3 separate regions of the Mus musculus genome follow, and all the other regions are linked to region 1. A link is a contact called in public ChIA-PET and Hi-C data. All regions are on one chromosome and are shown on one strand. Each heading gives the region's core, a stretch centred on a gene start, on an enhancer-like site or on the middle of the called end of the contact. The rest is flanking DNA. Distances are from core to core; before and after follow the strand shown.

Region 1 (2,918 bases), core at 220-2,719:
AGGTAAGATTATATTAAATGTAGGTTTCCTGGGAAGCTGCGAAGCTGCTCTCAGTTGAGTTCACTGGTCCTGAGGAAGGAGGCAAGGCAAGTCGCCATGGGAAGAGAGGAAGAGTGCTTGCAGAGAGAGAGAGAAAGAGAGAGAGAGAGAGAGAGAGAGAGAGAGAGAGAAGCCAAAATGTCTGGAAGAGCCTCTGCCTCTGAGTGAAAAGGAAGGAGAAGGGCAGCCCAACCCTTGTGCTGGAAAGTTCAGGGTTGGGAGCAGGGGATGCCAGGTAGGGACTGAGGGATGCTGGGAGAACCTGGAGGCCAGGTCAGCTTTGGTATGTAAAATATGCAACTCAGTCCCTCATCCCAGAGAGGACATTGAGTTCAAGGTCAAGGACAGCCGGCGATACACATCAGGATTGTATCAAAACAACAACAACAAACAAAACAAACAAGTAAAACTCTAGCGACAGAAGGATTACTTCTTACAAACTGGCCCGCCAGGAGCTCTCTCTCCTGTGGCAGCAGGACTGTGTCCAGGGCTGGTGTGGTTTGCTGTCAGAGATACAAATCTGGAAGAGATAGACACCGTGAATATACCTTCCAGCCTACCCTTCTTTCCCCTCCCCTCCTCTCTCTTCTCTCTTCCCTTCTGGCTTCATCCTCAGTCCTGGTTCTTAACTTCCCTGAGCCTCCTTTCCATCCCTGATTTCTCTGCCCTTCCTGGATCCGGCATCTGACCTTCCCTACTCTCTGTCACCTCTCTCATTCCATTCACTTCCTTTTGCCCATCTCTCTTCTCTCGACTATTATTACTCTCACTAATTCTTTTTTTTAAAGATTTATTTATTTATTTATTTATTTATTTATTTATTATGTGTACACTGTAGCTGTCTTCAGACACTCCAGAAGAAGGCATCAGATTTCATTACGGGTGGTTGTGAGCCACCATGTGGTTGCTGGGATTTGAACTCAGGACCTTTGGAAGAGCAGTCGGTGCTCTTAAACACTGAGCTATCTCACCAGCCCTCACTAATTCTTTTTACGATTTTTTTCTTTCCCCTTTACTCCCTCTTTCGCTTTTCTCAGCATATCTAGCGCATGCTCTTAGTCTCTTCCTACCTCCGATCACTTGCATCTTTCCTTCAGGGCTGCCCATGTCTATAGGCTTTGACCTGCATTTTCTTCCCCTTCATAGTCATTGACCATCACTCCCCTACCTGGCCCGGTTATACTACTTAGACACGCCCGGACCAGCACCACTCGCGTAGGCCCCGCCCCAACCGAACAGACCACGCCCCACCACAGGTCTACTGCCCCGCCCACCCGCCCCACCCACAGAACTCCACCCCACTCTGGCTCCGCCTCCCGGCCGGCCCCCCACCCTTGGGGTCACAGGGTCGACCGACGCTCAGCAGACGCAGCGACACCGCCAGTCACGTGGTCACGTGACGCGCTGCAACTTGGCGGCGCCGTGGGGCCGGGGCGTCTCTTCCTGACAGGGCGGCGCGCACGGACGCGGCCGGTGCCGGCCGGGTCGCCGGGCCCTCAGCCTCGCTCTCCTGCTCGCTCGCACCGCCGGCTCGCGGGGTCGCCGGCCCCCGCAGGCCGGGGCCATGCAGGAAAGCCAGACCAAGAGCATGTTCGTGTCCCGGGCCCTGGAGAAGATCCTAGCTGACAAGGAGGTGAAGCGGCCCCAGCACTCCCAGCTGCGTAGGGCCTGCCAGGTGGCGCTCGGTGAGTGAGCCACCCCGGCCTGGCCCGCGCCGGCTTCCCCACGCCGGCCGTTACCCTCCGGGCCTGCTGCCCTCCACTCCTCCCAGCCCGAATCCCACCCTCCCGTCCTCTTCCGCTCGCTGTCCCCGTGGGAGCTGGTGTTGGGGCGGCCGAGACTGGCCCAAGGTCACCTAGCAAGTTGGTGACAGCCACGGCTGGTTTTCCAGCTTCCCTGCCTGGGGCCCTTGCCACGACTCCTTGTCCCGTTTCCTGGTTCCTCCCCTCACCATCTCCAAGTCCTCTGAAGCAGTAGCTCTCGATCTTAAGTTTTTCCTTCAGCGCCACTATGCTGGTTGGGGGCTCTCCCACGGGAGCGATCAGAGCAGGTCAGAGAGCTGCCCGGTTGGTGCCGAGGAACCCCGGAGGCTTGTTTGGGAAATGTCTCACTGGAGAACATTGGGGTTCCCAGGGCGCTTCGCCTGGAAGGGATGTAAGATGATCTATATTTCAGGCATTGGACAGCGTGTACGACTTCTACTCATTTTAGGGCGGGTCCCTAAAATAAAGGTTCTGTAGAGCAAAGATACTTGTCTGATTGCTTCAATGCGGTGTCCTGTGCATTTATGACAGTGCTTCGCACACAGTAGTTGCTCAGTAAATATTTGCTGGTTGAATGGATCCATGGATTGTGGAAAGACAGAAGTCTCTAGCTCCTAACTAGGTAAAAGCTCGGTAGTTGACACCAACATCAGTCTCCTATCTTTAGTTACTTCTCGAGAGCCTGTGTAGCAGGTACTGAGGAGATGTCTATGAAGGAGAAATGGAATCCTTTGTCCCTGTGGATCTTCTTAGGTTCTGATAGAGCAGACAAAACAGTACTAATAAGTACTGCTGTCAGAAAAAAGACTTAAGTGATACAGAGGACCTGAGGTCTGCTTTAGGTTGGATGGTCAGGAAAGTAGTCTTGTCTGAAAGTGTGACATTTGAGCCCAGGTCTGAAAGGTAAGAAATGTCGACTGTGTGGAGGTTCAAGAGGAAAAAAGTTGTGGACGGAGAGCGTCAGGACATTTGACCAGAGCTGTCTCCCTGTGAATTCATCGCCCTGTGCAATCCATGGGATTTGGTTAAAAGGCCTGTTGTCCTAAAAGGTTGAGTAAACAGAAGGGCTGAGTTTCTGTTAGTCACTCTTCTCCATGGGTGCAGGAGAACGTCCAC
Region 2 (2,988 bases), core at 298-2,797, 580 kb before region 1:
ACAGGAAGCCTGAGAGAGGAAGTGAGCTGGTGACAACCTCCCACTAGCTCCACCTCTTAAAGGGGCTAATCACCACATCACATGAGCTCGGTTACATAAACACAGATCTTGTGTCAGACTTGTGACAAATCATGGGTGGCATGTCCCATCAAGCATTTGTTACAATAGGAAAGTGAGGGCTCCACTCTAGCCACCTCAAAACAGTAGAGTTTCACTACTGGAGGCAGGTCGAAGGTCCTGGAGGAGGTTTTCAAGGATTCCCGCTGTGTGGATCAATTCTTGGTAGATCAGCAGGGTCCTTGCTGGGGATAGGCCAAGCAGGTGTGAGGTGGGGATTCTTGCAGGGATGCAGGTCTGGTGAGGCCAGGGTCAAAGTTCAAAGTTCAGGCCTGGTTGCAAAGAAGCCTAGAGGACCTGGCTAAAACTTGGTGAATGAGAGTAGTTGTCCAAGGATGAACTAAATGTTCTTTTGCCCCAGATTAATAGATTTTTCCTCCCCTGTGTGTGTGTGTGTGTGTGAGTGTGTAGGATGTCTTCTGGTGTTTTGCTCTATGTCTTGGTCTTGGTCTATGGTCTTGCTAGCCAGCCAGACCCTGAGATCCTCCTGTCTCCCATGCCCACGGTACTGGGGTGTGAGGCACACTTACAGCCATGTCTGACCTTTTACATGGGAGCTGGGAATTCCAACTCAGGTCCTCCTTGGCCACTCCAGTGCACTTCATTAACATTCTTTGTAGGCCTTTCTCCCTGCCCCCCTCTACTGGGGATTGAACCTGCGACCCTATGCATGCTGGTGGAGCACTCCCCACCCCCAGTTGGTGGGGCACTCCCCACCCCCAGCAGACCTTTCAGCCTTTTCAATGGTATTTCTGTTCATGGTTTGTTTTCTTTCGTTTTGGGTCAGGGCTCTCTGTGAGCAACAGGAACAGATTTGGCCACAGAGGGGCCAGTTTCAACTGCTTGTGATGTTTTGGTCACCCCACTTAATGAGCAGCTTCCAGGAAGAAAGCACACATTGCCTGGGTGAGGGGCCAGTCACCCTGATTGGCAGGCCTTCCTGAGTGTGTGGGGGAAGGCCTTGTTCTCCTGAAAAGAACTGGGCTCTTGTTATCGGGGAGAGAAACACAGAAGCTGTAGGCCATGGGAAGGTGGCTGCCTGCCCTCCCACACTATTAGCTCTCCGTCCACCCTTCCTCCTACATCTTATCTCAGGATGCTCTCTTACTGCAGAATGAGGTATAGAAACAGAATAACCAGTATAGGCACCATTAACGCTATACTCAAGAACAGATCAAAGGAACTGACTCGCAGGACACTGCTTAGAGTAGAAAAAGGACAATATTAGTATGCAAAAAAAAAAGTATCTAAACACTTCTGTGATGTGAGGCTCCTAAGAGATGTGTGAACCTGTGGCTTTAAAAGCAGCAAGATGTCAACCTCAGACACTACCTGCTTGAGACCTCAGGAGACTCAGGACAGGCGTGGGGTGGCCACAGGGCGTGACACACTCCACAGACATCAAAGAAACACCAAGCGCCGAGGGATGGCTGGCTGGGAAAGTCCCTGCCCAGTCGGTGTAAGCATGAGAACATAGAGAGAAGCTGGTGCAGTGGGGTGAGCCTGGAATCTCAGTACTGGCAAGGTGGGGACAGGAGGATCCCTGGGGGCTCAACAGCCAGACAGCTTAGTCTACTTGAATTGTCTCTAAAATCTTCCCAGATCTTTCACTAGCTACTGAGTTAAATAAAATTTTGACACATGGTTATTTGATGTTTGTGAAATAGTTATGACTTTATCTTTGAGAAACTGGTTCAAACACGGCAGAGATGAATCTCCAACTTTTTAAAAGTTCTTCCCTTTACTATATATTTTTTTAAAAAAATTATTCTCATCAAATATTCAGAAACATTAAACAAACAAAAACTACCCCGAAGTTCAGTGTGGATGCAGAAGGATGCAATGTTTGTATTCATGAGCGGAGGAGTTGTGCCCTGGGCTTTGTGGATCCTAGAAAACCCCTCTGGCTACACCTCCTTCTCTTGTCTGCTCCTCCAGGCTGGTCATCCCAGTAGATCACCACTATAGATCACCCCTGTAGATCTCCACTATAGATCACCCCTTTCCTCCCTCTCATAGGCTAAGCTCATGGCCATCTTAGGCTGTGGCTTCTGTATGTCATCTCTGGAAGCCAAGAACTGTGTTCTCCCTATTTGCCATCCACCCAGGCTCCCTCTGCATCGCCCCCCCCCCCCCCCCGTGAGCTCAAGTCTGCAATGGATGCTGTGGCCTGTGCTTTTGGGCAGAGACGGAGGTGCGTAGAGACACTCTGTCACGCTCATTGGATGGATGTGGATCTGCCAGCTGAGACCTTCCTCCTGGGCTCAGCTGAGTCATTTCCCCTTCCCATTTTGGCCTCAAGGCCGTGTCCACAGGCTTTCTGAACCCTCCTCTCCAGAGGGATGGATTAGGTTGGGTTGGGTTGGGTTGGTCAAGGGCAAAGTCAGGGCACACAATCCTCCTAGAGCTGATCTTCTCCAAGGGGGAAGTGGACATCAAATACCTGGCTTGTGTCTCCTGGGCTCCTCGGTGCCCTCCTACCTGGCTTTGTCATTACTTTGATCCTTTGATCAAACAATTTCTGAATGTGTGTGGGGCTTAGGGTTTGAAAGCCAGAGCCAGGCACCAGGCATGTGGGGATATGATGGACAGAGACTGGGGGCCCGGTAGGGAGGGGGTGAGTCACAGAGTCTGGATAGGGGACATATGAGAGTCTAGTGGAAGCAACAGAGAGGGAAAATCACCTTGACAGAGGGACCAGCTTCTGCTGATGGGAAAGCTGGAGAGTGAATGAAATTTGCAGTGACTCAGTTTTCCACGCCAGCTCAGTGGAACTCAACAAACCCAACTCAGCACAGTCCAGCCCAACTGGTTACAACCGATCAGATCCTTCTACCCTCCCCACCTGACTCCAGCCCATTCTGCTCCACT
Region 3 (3,122 bases), core at 564-3,063, 620 kb after region 1:
CTCAAACTGCTTTCTTATGGAACTGAGGTCCACCAGCCCAGGGATGGCCCCACCCACAATGGGCTGGGCCATTCTCCAAAAATCACTAATTAAGAAAATGCCCTACAGCAGAATCTTATGGAGACATTTCCTCCATTGATGGTCTCTCTCTCTCCATGATTCTAGCTTTTGTCAAGTTGACAAAGAATCCAGCAGTGTGTGTGCATGTCATATCCATGTGTGGAGAATTTGCAAGGGTCAGTTCTCTCTCACCATGTGTGTCACAGAAACTAAGCTAAGGTCATTCGGCTGGTGGCATGAGCTGTTACCCAGAATCATCTCAGCAGTCTTAGTTTTAATATCCATATATGAAAATTTTTTTACGTGGGCAGCCTTCTTGGCACACATTAATTGTGCTGGAATTTTTGTTCTCAGCTAATGTGTGAGGCTTCCCTTGTTCGTTTAATTTTATCTTGCCTTATACCTGGCTTTCCTAGTTCCTTTGTATAGTCTGAACCCCACAAGGTACATCTCAGCATACAGTAGGTCTCTACAGAGAACTTGGGCATGTTAGCTGAATGGAAGACCACCTGCCTGCCATATGTGTTGCCCTAGGTTCCACCCCTGTACAGAAGTAGACAGATGCCTGAATGGGGGTGGGGAGGGGTGTCTCTCACCCTCCAGTCCCAACTGCTCAAGAGGATGAGACAGAAGGATCGTTCTTTGGGAAAGTGACATATCTGTTAAGCGTTATTAAGTGGGGGGGGGGGGGGGAACTACCTAGGGTGGAAGGGGCCCTGAAGGAGAACACCCAGAAGGTCCCATAAAGACCTCAGCAGTACCAGGCCAGTTTTAAGCAATACAGACTAGACAGTTCAAGTTATCTTCGGTGTTGAAAGCCCAGTGGGCAATGCGCTTGCTACGCAAGCACGAGGACCTCAGTTGGTATTCCCAACATCCACACAGAAGCCAGGGATAGCTGTTGGCATCTGTAACCATAGGGACAGGGAGACTGAGAAGGAGGATCCCTGGGAGTTGTTGGCTAGCCACTATGTCGCGTCCCTAGTTTCAGGTTCACTGTCTCATAACTAAGGTGGAGCGTGAGTAAGGAAGACATCTGATAACCTGGGACCTCCTAATGTACCCCACCCACCCCCGCACACACAAAGGTTAAGAAAAATTTGTTGGGATAGTTCAATGAGTAAAGGCGGTGCCGCCAACCCGTATTACCAGAGTTCAATGCCGAGGACCAACACGGAGGAAGGCGAGAATGAAACCCCTCAAGTTGTCCTGGATCTCATTTTCACATCTACCACACCAACCAATAAACCAATGGGGAATGTCCAACCTCTGCCTTGCTAGCTCTCAACTTTTATAATCGGAGTAAGTACACTGTCTAGCGTTTCAAAGACCCTCTGTCTACTCTCCCCACAGCAGGGGAAACTGAGGCCGCCTCGGAACGCGCCTGCGGACTCCCTCCGCTCCGCACAGCCGGCCCGGACGCCCAGAGAAACCACTTTCCCCCATTCTGAGCCCTGGGATTCTCACGCGGGGCGGACGGCTTGGCTCACAGCTGAGTCACCCAGATCTCAAAAGTTTCCTCCAAATCTTTCCCGCCCGGGGACCGGAAAAAAAAAAAAAAAAAAAAGTCCGGATGTCCCAAGGCCAGATCGTCACACAGCCTGGCCGGAAAAAGCCCACAGAAAGCCCCAGAGGTCGTCCCACTCCCAGGCCACAGAGAGGACAGCGCAGAGGGTCGCCCTGGGAGGCCAAGCCCCGCCCCTGCCCGCAGCGGAAACCGGAAGCAGCCGCCGGCCCCGCTAGCCCTGCGGCGCCGAACTCTGTAGTCTCGGAAGCTCGCAGGATAGGGGAGAAGATGGCGGAGGAGGAGTGAGTGCGCGGCTTCGGGTAGCGGAGGCGGCAGGGCCGGGCCGGCGGGCGACAGCGGGCCTGGAGCGCCCGGGTGGAGTGGCGCGGGCCCACCTAGCCAGGGTTGGCGGGGGGCGGGATGAGAACATGGGCCCTGAGGCCTCCCGGAGGTCCGACATTGCTGACCACGCGCAGGCCTGGCGGAAGCCGCGAACGTCCTTCCTGCTCCCGGTTTCCGGTTATCTCAGGGTTCCCTGGCTCTCCTCCTCCTGATCCAGGAAGTTCTCCCGTTGCCACGAGCAGCCCCTGGCATCCCCCGTAACCATCAGCAACCTTCATTGTTCTTGTCTGCCCCCAGCAGGTTTCTTTGATTCATTGACTGCTAGTTGACCGTTTTTCTCGGCCCTGGGCGTCAGGAGCCGCCCGCAGGGAGCCGCCACGAGGCTTTAGTGGGAGACTTTTGTGTGGACTGGGTGTTTTTGGACCTTGCCAGATGCTTGGATGGAAATTGGGTAGCATGAGGGAAGAGGAGCCCACCCTAGGTGGGAGAAAGACGTCTCGTGACCCGCAGCTTGAAATCTTAGAGGAGAGATGGGGAAGATGACGTGTTAAAAAGGCCCGAGTCCATCTTCATGCTTGGCAGGACACTGTTGTGTGTTACAAATTCTCTCTTTGAAATGAGCCCCAGAAAATTAACAAGGAACCCCTTAATTGATACCGAACTTTAACTAAGAGCATTTCAGGTAGCTCTTCGGCCACTGAGGAGCGAAAGTCATTAGATCTTGTTGTGTAGCTGTACTGTCCCAGACATTCACATAGTCTCAGCAGGACAAGATAAAAGAGGTAATACAGAGCCAAATGCTTTGAGATGTGGGCTTGAAGCTTGATCAGTTTATGGGGTCCTGGAATGAGGCAGTGCTCAGTGGTCACAATTCCATCACTACTACATTAGTTTACAGACCTAACCTTAAGAGCACAGGCGGAAGCCTTGCATAGAGTGGGATGTTCCAGAGCAGGAAACTTGAGCCATTTGAGATTCCAGAAGGGTTTGGTAGGGTAGGTTAGGGCATTCTAGGGAGAAAAACGGGGCAGATTCAGCTGACTTGGTCAGTTAAAGGCTGGAATCTTGCCCACCATTCCTGAGGTCAATCCCTAGTTTAGTCAAACACACACACTGCACCCAAAATTCAAGGAGATTGTAGACTAGGAAAGTAAATAATACTGAAACTGGGGTGTAGGGAGACTCCAGTTCCACCCTAGAAGTCTGTTTGTGT

What was found. Hi-C and Micro-C count contacts between places; a contact is called where the count stands out from the background. ChIA-PET counts read pairs in DNA pulled down with a chosen protein or histone mark.
Region 2: an RNA polymerase II ChIA-PET map of effector CD8 T cells shows a contact between it and region 1, with 5 read pairs. The contact joins the enhancer-like site here to the promoter of Arfgef2 in region 1. A contact is called at or near these places in 4 of 39 promoter capture datasets (the 3T3-L1 cell line, embryonic stem cells, hippocampal neurons and 1 more), 4 of 115 datasets of contacts at active chromatin or transcription factors (bone marrow-derived macrophages, effector CD8 T cells and stem cell-derived neural progenitor cells) and 2 of 9 other capture datasets (liver and macrophages).
Region 3: a Hi-C map of CD8 T cells shows a contact between it and region 1, with 4 times the contacts expected there. The contact joins the promoter of Slc9a8 here to the promoter of Arfgef2 in region 1. A contact is called at or near these places in 2 of 39 promoter capture datasets (liver and pre-B cells), 1 of 484 Hi-C or Micro-C datasets (CD8 T cells) and 1 of 115 datasets of contacts at active chromatin or transcription factors (memory CD8 T cells).

What each region holds. Positions count from the first base shown.
Region 1 is chr2:166,804,112-166,807,029 of GRCm38.p6, forward strand. It overlaps Arfgef2 (ADP-ribosylation factor guanine nucleotide-exchange factor 2 (brefeldin A-inhibited)), which reads left to right and starts at 1,470. Exons shown (of 39, transcript NM_001085495.2): 1 at 1,470-1,724. The coding sequence starts at 1,604.
Region 2 is chr2:166,226,189-166,229,176 of GRCm38.p6, forward strand. No RefSeq gene overlaps it. Among named protein-coding and RNA genes, the nearest start is that of Gm30536, 33 kb to the left of the region's middle. Within about 2 kb of position 1,548, at least 37 of the 459 cell types and tissues checked have an H3K27ac peak or open chromatin away from gene starts, as enhancers often do. A contact at or near this core is called in bone marrow-derived macrophages and effector CD8 T cells, where this site is marked.
Region 3 is chr2:167,419,897-167,423,018 of GRCm38.p6, forward strand. It overlaps Slc9a8 (solute carrier family 9 (sodium/hydrogen exchanger), member 8), which reads left to right and starts at 1,814. Exons shown (of 17, transcript NM_148929.3): 1 at 1,814-1,869. The coding sequence starts at 1,856.